Linked DNA regions of Ovis aries: regions 2 and 3 are each linked to region 1. The links are chromatin contacts, called in public Hi-C maps. All regions are on one chromosome and are shown on one strand. Each heading gives the region's core, a stretch centred on a gene start, on an enhancer-like site or on the middle of the called end of the contact. The rest is flanking DNA. Distances are from core to core; before and after follow the strand shown.

The links. Hi-C and Micro-C count contacts between places; a contact is called where the count stands out from the background.
Region 2: a contact with region 1 is called in a Hi-C map of blood, with 4 times the contacts expected there. The contact joins the promoter of LOC101107153 here to the promoter of TIMMDC1 in region 1. A contact is called at or near these places in 6 of 16 Hi-C or Micro-C datasets (blood, muscle, omental adipose tissue and 1 more).
Region 3: a Hi-C map of hypothalamus shows a contact between it and region 1, with 5 times the contacts expected there. The contact joins the promoter of CFAP91 here to the promoter of TIMMDC1 in region 1. A contact is called at or near these places in 11 of 16 Hi-C or Micro-C datasets (blood, hypothalamus, liver and 5 more).

The regions. Positions count from the first base shown.
Region 1 is chr1:185,148,890-185,153,008 of ARS-UI_Ramb_v3.0, reverse strand. TIMMDC1 (translocase of inner mitochondrial membrane domain containing 1) reads right to left here and starts at 2,460. Exons shown (of 7, transcript XM_004002944.6): 1 at 2,054-2,460. The coding sequence starts at 2,247. LOC105607786 (a long non-coding RNA gene) reads left to right here and starts at 2,588. Exons shown (of 2, transcript XR_001433865.4): 1 at 2,588-2,666.
Region 2 is chr1:185,305,994-185,310,134 of ARS-UI_Ramb_v3.0, reverse strand. It overlaps LOC101107153 (cytochrome c oxidase copper chaperone), which reads left to right and starts at 2,791. Exons shown (of 3, transcript XM_004002949.5): 1 at 2,791-2,964. The coding sequence starts at 2,858.
Region 3 is chr1:185,322,184-185,326,271 of ARS-UI_Ramb_v3.0, reverse strand. CFAP91 (cilia and flagella associated protein 91) reads right to left here and starts at 1,453. Exons shown (of 17, transcript XM_042231870.2): 1 at 1,203-1,453. The coding sequence starts at 1,217.

The DNA of each region.
Region 1 (4,119 bases), core at 1,211-3,710:
ACAAGTGTTTATCTAATTCTAACAACCACATTTTTGAAATCAGAATCAGTGAGTTCTTACAGTTGCCGCATATACAAGTGAGAAACCTAAACAAATTTCTTAAGAAACAAATTCTTATATCAACAGGAAAAACTGCTATCATCCGGACTTTATATTTCATCTTGCATAGTGAATAGAACCAAAAACATTTACATAAAAAGTGGGAGAACTCGGAAAAGAGAAAATGAAAAAAGAGCTTAAGATTTAACATGCCAGGAAATGCATACGATATCTTTTTCATCCTCTGAAAAATTCCATGACATAGCAATATTTTTTCTCCATATTATCAACAGACACTCTATGAAGTTACATGATTGGGCCTAAGAACTAATGAATGGTAAACAAACAGGGAAGAGTGGTGGAAAGGAGCTAGACTATAAGTAGCAACAATGGAGTTGTAGTTCTGGTTCTGTCATCCACCGATAAGTGACCTACAGGTAGACCACAATCATTCTGAACCTTGGTTTCCTCACCCATGACATGCAGGGGACAACGAAAGTTATATTAAATTATCTTTCAAATTTCCTTCGGCTCCAACATTCTGTGGTTTATAAGGCTGATCAAAATAACCTTTTTCAAATGAATCTGAGTCAGTTCTAGTGAGGTGGATGAACTTAGAGCCTGTTAGACAGAGTGAAGTTAAGTCAGGAAAACGAGTATCATATATTAATGCATATACATGGAATCTAGAAAAATGGTACCGATGAACCTATTTGTAGGGCAGGAATAGAGATTCAGACATAGAGAACAGACTTATAGACACAGCAGGGGCAGGTGAGGGTGGGAAGAATTGAGATAGTACCATTGAAATATACACATTACCATATGTAAAGTGAACAGATAGCTAATGGGAAGCTGCTGTGTAACACAGGGAGCTCAACCTGGTGCTCTGTGACAACTTACATGCACGGGGATGGGGTGGGAGGTTGGGAGGGGAGGTTCAAGAGGAAGGGAACCTATGGCTGATTCATGTTGCTGTATGGCAGAAACTAACACAACACTGTAAAGCAACTATTTTCAATTAAAAATAAATAAATCAACAAAAATAAACCTTTTCTGTTGTGTACTACATAGGATCGTTCACAAGTATCTCAAATAAATTTGGAATGACCAATGGAAGGGCGGCCTTATTATCTTTAAAATAAGATGATGAATTCTAAAGAAAGTAATTAAATACAATTCCACTGGCTCCCCTGCTATATTTCAGCAACATAATAAAGCTTCAATGTTAATTTAACCAGTTGATACTACAGTGTAGTATATGGTAAGTTCAGTTCAGTCGCTCAGTCGTGTCCAACTCTTTGCCACCCCATGAATTGCAGCATGCCAGGCCTCCCTGTCTATCAGTATATGGTAAAGTACTTCATAAAAAGGGAAAACTTTTCACCGGTAAGTGAGGAATAAAAATGGTTTAATTATCCTGAGTTTTCCATTAAAGTTAATTCAATTTAAAGGGTTATTTATCATTTATTCTGACACCAATTTACTTGTGAATCCAGCTAATATCTTTGCAACAACAGTTGCTACTATTTTTTTTTATACATTCCTTATTTGGCAGAGTAAAAATTTTAACAACTGTGTTCTCTCTCCAACCTCCATTTTTGTGGTGGGGAGCAGGGCTACTGTTCAAGAAGCATCAGAATCTGGGATCAAGTGATACACGAAAAAGAATACTGGAGTCCTCCAGATGTTGGTTGTAGGGTCACTAAATAGCTTACTCTAATTCTTCTAATTTGTAAAGTCAGGGGATTATATTAAAGACTATGTTAGACTCCCTAAACACTCCTAAAAGTCCCTATTTCCAGTTAGTCTCACCCTCTCCATCTGAAAACCGGCCTGTCAATCAATAGAACTACCGAATAGCAATGTTAGGATACATGCTTGGAGTACATTATATTAAACTCCAAATCCCGCAAAAACAAATCACACCACCCTGGGGTCCTTCGCCCCAGATGACCCAGGCTGCAGGTCACCTCCTTCGTAGCCCCTCCCCACAGACCGTAGGCACTTTTACTCTTTGACAAACAGCTCCCGGAGGCGGTCCCATCCGGATTCCGGGTATTGGGGTTCTGAGACGAAGGAAGACAGTTCCTGGTCCTCTACAAGAGCCTTGGGATCGGCGGCCACGGCTTCGGCAGCAAACACCCGAGGGAAAGGACTCAGCGTCCTGCAGAGGAAGCTCCGTGGGGCCGGCGGCCGCGCTTCCATGACCCTCTCCGAACCTGTCGACAGACACTCGCTTGGGCGCTTAGGAGGCCAAGGCCTTTCGGAGGTGCGGTGGGGGATGAGCGAGGGTAACTGCAAGAAGGAATGGGAGAGTATCTTTACACTAGACCCGTGTTAATTTGCGGCCATACCCGCCGACACACCGCTTGACACACAGGCCCTCGGTGCCAAGCCTAACTTTGGAGGCACAATGACACACGAGACAGGAAGTCCCTCCCCAATGAGGGCAAAGGCTGCGGGACCGGGCAAAGCCGGAACCGGAGCCGAACACACTTCCTGCTGGGGGCGGGACAGTGCCAGGCCAGCCCGCCGGAAGTGAGGTAGTGACAAGGAGCCGCGCTCGGCGCAGTCTGACTTCTGGTGCCGTCCTCCTGACTCTTCTGCGACTGGAAAGCAGGGTGGTAGGTAGATTCCAGGCGGGAAGATGTGGTCTTACGCTGAAGTGAAAGTGGCTCAGTCGTATCCGACTCTTTGCGACCCGATGGACTATAGAGTTCATGGAGTTTTCCAGGCCAGAATACTGGAGTGGGTAGCCTTTCCCTTTCCCAGGGGATCTTCCCGACCCAGGGCTCGAACCAAGGTCTCCTGCCTTGCAGGCGGATTCTTAACCAACTGATCTATCAGGGAAGCCATTTATAACAGCAGAAATGCCGTGAAGAAGAAAAAGTGCGGTGTTCATTACAGTGGAGTACGGAAAGGGGAAGGCAGTTTGGGCAAATGCATCCTAACCTACTCTGTCACAGACTACTGGACGGGGTTCATTCTGGTTTTCAGAAAAGACCGAGGCATCGAAGAGGAGTATGGTGCGGGGTGCCCGGAGATCTCCAGAACACTTTTAAAAGAAATCCACTCTGGGCTCCACAAGATAGGTTTTACTCCCCTTAGTTTATATGCCTACTGTTTCTCAAAAGGCAGGGCACTTTCTGGAATTTCTACCAGGTGTTGACTTAATAGTTATAATAGCAATAATATCCCGCCACTACAGCTTTCATTAACATATACTTTATAGTTTTATTAAAAATTACGCATTTACAATATTCTCAAACTGGTTTATTTCATTTAAGCTCTGCCAGCAACCAGACATACGTATTCTCCTTGCCAATCTCATCCTTATTCCTTTCTAGGTTTAAGTCTAAGCTGTTACACTCTTTAGTGAGATAAGGTAAATAGATTTCTGGAATTTGACAGCTGGAATTCTATAGATAGGGCGCTGGGAACTGACTGATAACAGTGACTAGCTGAGTTTGTCCGTGGCGCCAGGAAGATCTCTGGTGTCTGGGAGACGGGATTAGATTCAGTTCCCATCGTAGCATTTACTACATTGCATCATGATTTCCTATTTACTGTGTGTCTCAGTAGACTAACTTTGAGGTCGGGGATCATGTATGCGCATTTCTGTATCTCCAGTACCTACATTCAAATAAGTCTTTGAATCAAGACTTTAGATCCCTTGACTCCTGGCTCTGGCTGCAGATTGCTGCCTAACCCATACAGGCAGAGGTGGACACCATATAAAGTCCCAAGGCGAAAGCTCAAGGAAATGACTGCAGTGTCTAGTCTACATGTGGAAAATCTAAATGCTTAAGATGACTCCACAATCATTCTGGGATGAGGAGGACTTTGAATTGGAAGGTGGGAGTGTGGGCAGGTATTACTGAAATCATTTATATACAACTTAAATGCTCCCTCACTACCTTATGGATACAAATGAGATTAACAGGCAAATTTTGCTAAAGCCATAGCTGCCTTCTCACTTGGGTAACTAAGCCTCTTTCTTAAGGTTCCCTTTGTCATCGGATCACTCAAGAAGTCTCCAGATCCTAGGCCTGCTCACACTTGCTATTCCACCTCAGC
Region 2 (4,141 bases), core at 1,542-4,041, 160 kb before region 1:
GGTAAAGAAGACAGAACACCGAAGAATTGATGCCTTCAATCTGTGGTGCTGGAGAAGACTTCTGAAAGTCCCTTGGACAGCAAGGAGATCAAATCAGTCAATCTTAAGTGAAATCAACCCTGGATATTCCTTGGAAGGACTGATGATGAAGCTGAAGCTCCAGTATTTCGGTCATCCAATGAGAATAGCTGACTCATTGGAAAAGTCCCTGATGCTGGGAAAGATTGAGGACAGAAGGAGAAGAGGGCATCAGAGGAAGAGATGGCTGGATGGCATCACCTACGCAATGGACATGAACTTGGGCAAACTTTGGGAGATGGTGAGGGACAGGGAGGCCTGGTATGCTGCAATCCATGGGATCACACAGAGTCAGACATGACTGGGCGACTGAACAACTACTCTGCATATAGGCACTTCCCAGGTGGCGCTAATGATAAAGAACCCACCTGCCAATGTAGGAAACTTAAGAGATGCAGGTTTGATCCCTGGATGAGAACGATCCCCTGGAGGAGGGCATGGGAACCCACTCCAATATTCTTGCCTGGAGAGTCCCCATGGACAGTGGAGCTGGCAGGCTACAGTTAATAGGGTTGCAAAGAGTTGGACATGAGTGAAGTGACTTAGCACCCATGCACACTGCATATAAGTTAAATAAGCAAGGTGACAATATAGAGCCTAATGAACTCCTTTCTCAATTTTGAACCAGCCTGTTGTTCCATATCTAGTTCTAACTGTTGCCTCCTGGACTGTATACAGGTTTTTCAGGAGGCAGGTAACATGGTCTGGTATTTCCAACTCTTTCATAATTTTCCAGTTTGTTGTAATCCACACAGTCAAAGGGTTTAGCATAGTGAATAAAACAGATAGATGCTTTTCTGGAAATCCCTTGCTTTTTCTATGATCCAGCAGATGTTGGCAATTTGATCTCTGGTTCATCTGCCTTTTCTAAATCCAGCTTGTACATCTGGAAGTTCTCAGTTCAGGTACTGCTGAAGCCTAGTTTGAAGAATTTTAAGTATTACCTTGCTGCTGCTGCTGCTGCCGCTAAGTCGCTTCAGTTGTGTCCGACTCTGTGCGACCGCATAGACGGCAGCCTACCAGGCTCCCCCGTCCCTGGGATTCTCCAGGCAAGAACACTGGAGTGGGTTGCCATTTCTTACTAGCATGTGAACTAAGTGCAATTGTGTGGTAGTCTGAACATTCTTCAGCATTGTCCTTCTTTGGGATTGGAATGAAAATTGACCCTTTCCAGTCCTGTGGCCACTGCTAAGTTTTCCAAATTTGTTGGCATATTGAGTGCAGCACTTTAATGGCATCACCTTTTAGGATTTGAAATAGCTCAGTTGGACTTCCATCACCTCCAGTAGCTTTTTTCATAGTAATGCTTCCTTGACTTCACATTCCAGGATGTCTGGCTCTAGGTGAGTGACCACACTATCATGGTTATTTGGGTCATTAAGACCTTTTTTTTGTATAGTTCTTCTGTGTATTCTTGCCACTTCTTAATCTCTTCTGCATCTCTCAGGTCCTTGCCATTTCTGTCCTTCACTGTGCCCATTCTTGCATGAGATGTTCCCTTGGTATCTCAAATTTTCTTGAAGAGATCTCTATAAGAATTCCTTAGAAGAAATGGAGTAGCCTTCATAGTCTACAAAAGAATCCAAAAATGCAGTACTTGGGTGCAATCTCAAAAATTAAAGAATGATCTTGGTTCATTTCCATGGTAAATCATTCAGCATTGCAGTAGTCCAAGTCTATGCCCCAACCTCTGATGCCAAAAAACCTGAACGGTTTTATGAAGACCGACAAGACATTCTAGAACTAACACCAAAAAACGATGTCCTTTTCATCACAGAGGATTGGGATGCAAAAGTAGGAAGTCAAGAGATACCTGGAGTAACAGGCAAGTGTGGCCTTGGAGTACAAAATGAAGCAACGCAAAGGCTAACAGAGTTTTGTCAAGAGAATACACTGGTCACAGCATACACCCTCTTCCAACAATACAGGAGATGACTCACACATGGGCATAACCAGATGGTCAATACCAAAATCAGATTGATTATATTCTCTTCAGCTGAAGATAGAGAAGTTCTATACAGTCAGCAAAAACAAGGCCTGGAGCTGACTGTGGGTCAGATTATCAGCTCCTTATTGCAAAATTCAGGCTTAAATTGAAGAAAGTAGAGAAAACCACTAGGTCATTCAGGTACGACCTAAATCAACTCCCTTACAGTTACACAGTGGAAGTGACAGATTCAAGGGATTAGATCTGATAGACATACTACGTGAAGAACTATGGATGGAGATTGGTAACACAGTACAGGAGGCAGTGACCAAAATCTTCTCGGAGAAAAACAAACGGCAGAAGGCAACAACGTGGTTGTCAGAAGAAGCCTTACAAATAGCTGAGAAAATAAGAGAAGTGAGAAGCAAAGGAGAAAAGGAAAGTATACCCAACGGACTGCAGAGTTCCAGAGAATAGGAAGGCGAGATAAGGAAGCCTTCTTAAGTGAACAACGCAAAGAAATAGAGGAAAATAATAGACTGGGAAAGACTAGATCTCCTCCTTTGTGGGTCCTCCAGGTCGCTGCACTCTCGTCTCACTTCTCTGCTCCTGGACCAAAGAGACGTCCTCACATTACTACCTTCATTTTGACTCTTCTGCACAGCGCCTTTAAAAAAAAAAAAAAACCAAAACAAAACCCTCCTTTCCCCTCTCTTCCCCCAATTATGGAAGAGAGGCAGGACTTCCTGTTCTTTTCAGAGCGACTGCCGGAAGTGAATGCGCGCAAATCGGCTTTGCCAAGTCTGGAGAGTTTAGGCTGTCTGTGCTAGTTGCTGTTTTTGGGAACGAAAAATGCCAGGTCTGGCGGCCGCAAGCCCTGCCCCATCTGAGTCGCAGGAGAAGAAGCCGCTGAAGCCCTGCTGCGCCTGCCCGGAGACCAAGAAGGCGCGCGATGCGTGGTTAGTGCGCAGTCCGGGAGGGGGCGGCCGGAGGCTCCGCGTCTAGCGCTCAGGCCTTCTGCCCTGCCTGGGGCTGGTGTTGGTCCTCGCTTAGGCGTGTGGTGCTCTTGAAGGCTATAGAGTCCAATAGGCTTCGCAGTTGGCTGGCTGTAGACTGAGCTCTTAGCTCACCCTTGGGAAACAGATGAAGGGATTGGAAAGAGGTCAGATTGACTCGAGTTTGCTTCGTCCATTCATTTCTTCCTACAAAGAGTTTCTGAACGTGGAAATGTTACGGGTCAAACACTGCCTTAGGTTCAAAAACGTAGAAATGGGTAAAGATGCTGCTTGGTTTAAAGGAACTTAAAGTTAATGGAGCATTAAAGTTAATGATTGCTGTGCGAGGTTTGGCAGTATCAAAGAGTACAATTTCTGGTGATTTCTCCCAAAATTTAGACATAGTAAGACACAGGGTACATTTCTTAACACTACAGAAAACCCCCTTATGCCCCCACCTCTTCTAGCTAGATGATTTAAAAATCAACCAGGCTATGATATAAATGACATTACAGTATTAAGAATAGTACAACTAGATTACCATCAACTCGCATTCTTGTTTTTATTGTATACAGCCTCTATTGTGGAACAAATATCTGAAGGAGTCTTCAGATAATGTGAGTGTTACACCTCTCCCTCCAGTCCCTTTTTGTCCTCACACAGAAAGTAAAGACATTAACACTTAAGTATTTTGCAAGTAATACTGTGAAGGGAGAATTGAAGACTACAGTGGGATACTGTGCTTCCACAGTTAAAAACAGTAGGTGCTTATTGAACCTTCAGATAGTATTACATCATGATTAAAAGCCTGGGATGCAGTTTCAGTTTGAGTCCTGGTTCACCAACCAGCTTTGTGACCTTGAGCAAATTAACATCTCTGTCTCATATCTGTAAAATGGGCCTAAGGTTTCTGCCTTCAGGATTACTGTGCTATAAGTCATATTTGGTGCCTAGCACAGTAGTTTCAGTATTTAATAAATGATCAGGGTGAGCTAGCTATTTTTATAAGGAGCTTGCTATCCCATGCAGTCAGCCATTAAAGCTAGTGAAAGATAGGTTGTATTTAGAAGGAAGGAGAACCTACCTTTTTAAAAGATAACTTCTGCAACAGTTACCTCTGACCCCTATGGTTGCTCCCCAG
Region 3 (4,088 bases), core at 204-2,703, 170 kb before region 1:
ACACTGCAACTAGAGAAGGCCCCCTCGCAGCAATGAAGACCCAGCACAACCAATAAATAAATATTTTTAAAAACGATATTTTTGGATGCTAGGAAAATATATCATATTTAAAAGACTTTATAATTAGCAGTGCAATAGTGTAGCTATTAATCCATCAACAAATGTAGATTCAGGGAAGCGACAGAGTACTGTAGGCACTTCAAGTGAGGCACTTTAGAGATACAAAGTATTCATGTAACATTCAGTCAAATGTGAAACAGTATATAAATGAGGTAAGATTTAGAAAAGAATGCTATGAACTGTGAAGCATACACAAATGTAAGCAATCATTACATATTCCCAACAGCAGGGAACGGCTACCCTAAAGACTCCCATCCAAAGGAAACCCTGGGATTCTCAGAGGAGATACCACACCGTTAAAAGAAGGGCAAAGAGGGCAAAACGGGGAGCGGGGGAGGGAAATCATGCTTTACTGATTATACTTATTGTAGTAGTAAATTAAATAAATGATTCATAACAAATTATATAGCACCCAACACATGTACCAGCACTGGAAAAGGTGCTGAGAAAGCTACAAAAATGGAGAGAACAAGAACTTAACTCAGGAATTTATGGTCCAGTAGAAGAGACAGAATATAAATGAACAATCAGGGCATTAAATAAACTGGGGCTTTACTGGCCCAAAAGACCTAGTGGACCTAGTTTACAAGCAATACTTTGACGGATAAGAACAAGCTCAAATAAAAAGAGAAACCTAAAAACAAAGATGAGACAACCTGGCCCTCCTTTACCTACCCAGAATGACAGGTTTGAAGTTGCCCAGAGAATTGGGCATTTTATGCAGTTTGAATGACGGAGTGTCGTGTGAATCTCCAAGTCAGAACGCCAGGAACGGCATTCAGGACAATTGCTTAGGGCTGTGCAAATTGTCAGGGTAAAGAAGAATGAGGTGTTCCTGCTCGCTACTCTGAGATGCAGAGCGCACCTGCGGCTTCCGAGACCGCCTCCTCCCCCCAGCCAGCCCAAGAGCCACCTCCTGCAGGGCGTGGAGCTGCCCCTAAACAACAAAAGACAACCCGGGCTAGAGATCCCTCCTGAGGTTTGTCTTTCGTCCGCCGCGTTCCCGGCCAGGTCCGACAGTCTCGACGCCCACCTGGCCCAGGTGTCGACAACTCAGGAGGGAGGTTTGGAGCCGCCCTTACCGTATAAGAAATCATACGTTCGACTGGCAGAGACTTTGCCCCAGGCCCCTGATTTCCCTCTGAACCGGGTTTGAGACACCTGCGACTTGGCCTGGGGTTCTTCGATAGTCACTACGTGACTCATGGTGCCGGCTCTTCCCTGCCGCCAGCCAGGTTCAACTAGGGAAACCTAGCTGCTGCGTGCACCGTAGCTATGGTAACCTCCGCAGGGACCAGAGAGCAAACGCCAGGCGAAGATAGGCAGCTAGTCCAGAGGAGAGGGGCGGGACTAGCGTCAGAGAGGCGGGGTCGAGTGACGACAGGAAGGGGCGGGGCGAGGAGCAGAAGCGGAAGGACGGGGACGTGCGCAGAGGGGTGGAGCGTGAGGGGTGGGGGAAGAGGAGGGGAGAAAGGAGAAAAGGAGGGGCTGGCCTAGGGAGGGGAGGGGAAGGAGAGAAGGGCGGGGCGAGGGTAGAGAAGGACGGAGGGCTCGGTGGAGAGAAAGGCGAGGAGGGGGAGAGAAGGGCGGGGTGGGAGAGGGACTGCCTCACTTCCCAGTTGCACTCCGGTGATAAAGTTACGAGCATTTAGCGGCCCACCCACGGTCAACGCCAGGAGGCCGCAGATTGGGGAGAAGGTTGCTGCTGAAATCCTTGCAGCCATTTACCAATCACACTCCGTAGCCTCTTTCGGGAATCCCTGGGAAATCTTAGAGCCTTCTAGAATAGTTGGGGACTTTTCATTTCGGACATCCCCTTTCCGCAGGGCTTGTTCGAACTAAAGAATCTGAGCGTCAGCCTTTGGCACACTATGAGCTCTGGTCCTGATTATCAGCCGTGTTCAACTCTTTGCGATCCCATGGCCTGTGACCCTCCAGGCTCATCTCTCCATGGGATTTTCCAGGCAGAAATACTGGAGTGGGTTGCCATTCCCTTCTCCGAGGGATCTTCTCCACCCAGAAATGGAACCTAGGTCTCCTGCATTGCAGGCAGATTCTGCATTTCAAACTGATACGGATTTTTACACTTTAGTTATCAAATTTAAGAGAAATTGGTGGTGCCCTAGTAACCACCAGTGTTAACCAAAAAGATATTGTTTGCTTAGTATCACTAGGAATGAGTGCATTTTACATATCAGATTCTTTTCGTCCGTTATGATCATTATACTTTGTGATGTTTGAATTATCCCATTTGGCTAGTGACACACGTTAGTTAGCTTCTTTGTCTTTTTCATGTAATCCATCGGCACTTCAACAAGCCTCCTGCCTTCTATTCTTCTTTTCACACATATTCTTGGTTTTATTTTACTCTACTCGTGAACTTCTTGGGTTTTTTTGCCAATCAGCCATGTATTTCGCCAGTTCCAAGCCTTTGCTCAAACTGATTGCTTTGCCTAAAATGCCTTTTCGTACTTATGCCCCTCAATTAATTTAGGTATCCTTCAAGACTTAATGCTAATTTTGCCACCTTTATGTAGCCTCCCAAGTTCTGCAAGTAGACCCAGACTTCTTTATTCCAGTGCTGTTATGTAGCACCAGTGGCATTGACCACTTTGTATTAGTAATTGTAACTTTGCTCCCCGCAACTGTGAGCTCATTGAGGGCACAGGCCTTCACATGGTCATTTTGTATCTCTGAAGTACCTAGTTCAGTTCAGTCCTCAGTCATGTCCGACTCTTTATGGCCCCATGAACCACAGCACACCAGGCCTCCCTGTCCATCACCAACTCCCGGAGTTCACTCAGATTCACGTCCATCGAGTCAGTGATGCCATCCAACCATCTCATCCTCTGTCGTCCCCTTCTTCTCCTGCCCTCAATCTTTCCCAGCATCAGGGTCTTTTCAAATGAATCAGCTCTTTGCATCAGGTGGCCAAAGTATTGGAGTTTCAGCTTCAACATCAGTCCTTGCAAAGAATATTCAGGACTGATCTCCTTTAGGATGGACTGGTTGTATCTCCTTGCAGTCCGAGTGACTCTCAAGAGTCTTCTCCAACACCACAGTTCAAATGTACCAATTCTTCAGCGCTCATCTTTCTTCATAGTCCAACTCACACATCCATACATGACTACTGGAAAAACCATAGGCTTCAGTAGACGGACTTTTGTTGACAAAGTAATGTCTCTGCTTTTAAATATGCTGTCTAGGTTACTCATAACTTTCCTTCCAAGAAGTAAGCGTCTTTAATTTCATGGCTGCAATCACCATCTGCAGTGATTTTGGAGCCCAGAAAAATAAAGTCAGCCACTCCACTGTTTCCCCATCTATTTGCCATGAAGTGATGGGACCGGATGCCATGATCTTAGTTTTCTGAATGTTGAGCTTTAAGCCAACTTTTTCACTCCTCTTTCACTTTCATCAAGAGGCTCTTTAGTTCTTCACTTTCTGCCATAAGGGTGGTGTCATCTGCATATCTGAAGCTATTGATATTTCTCCCGGCAGTCTTGATTCCAGCTTGTGCTTCCTCCAGCCCAGCATTTCTTGTGATGTACTCTGCATGTAAGTTAAATAAGCAGGGTGACAATATACATCCTTGACGTACTCCTTTACCTATGTGGAACCAGTCTGTTGTTCCATGTCCAGTTCTAACTGTTGCTTCCTGACCTGCATATAGGTTTCTCAAGAGATAGGTCAGGTGGTCTGGTATTCCCATCTCTTTCTGAATTTTCCACAGTTTATTGTGATCCACACAGTCAAAGGCTTTGGCATAGTCAATAAAGCAGAAATATATGTTTTCTGGAACTCTCTTGCTTTTTCAGTGATCCAGTGGATGTTGGCAATTTGATCTCTGGTTCTTCTGCCTTTTCTAAAACCAGCTTGAACATCTGGAAGTTCATGGTTCACGTATTGCTGAAGCCTGGCTTGGAGAATTTTAAGCATCACTTTACTAGCGTGTGAGATGAGTGCAA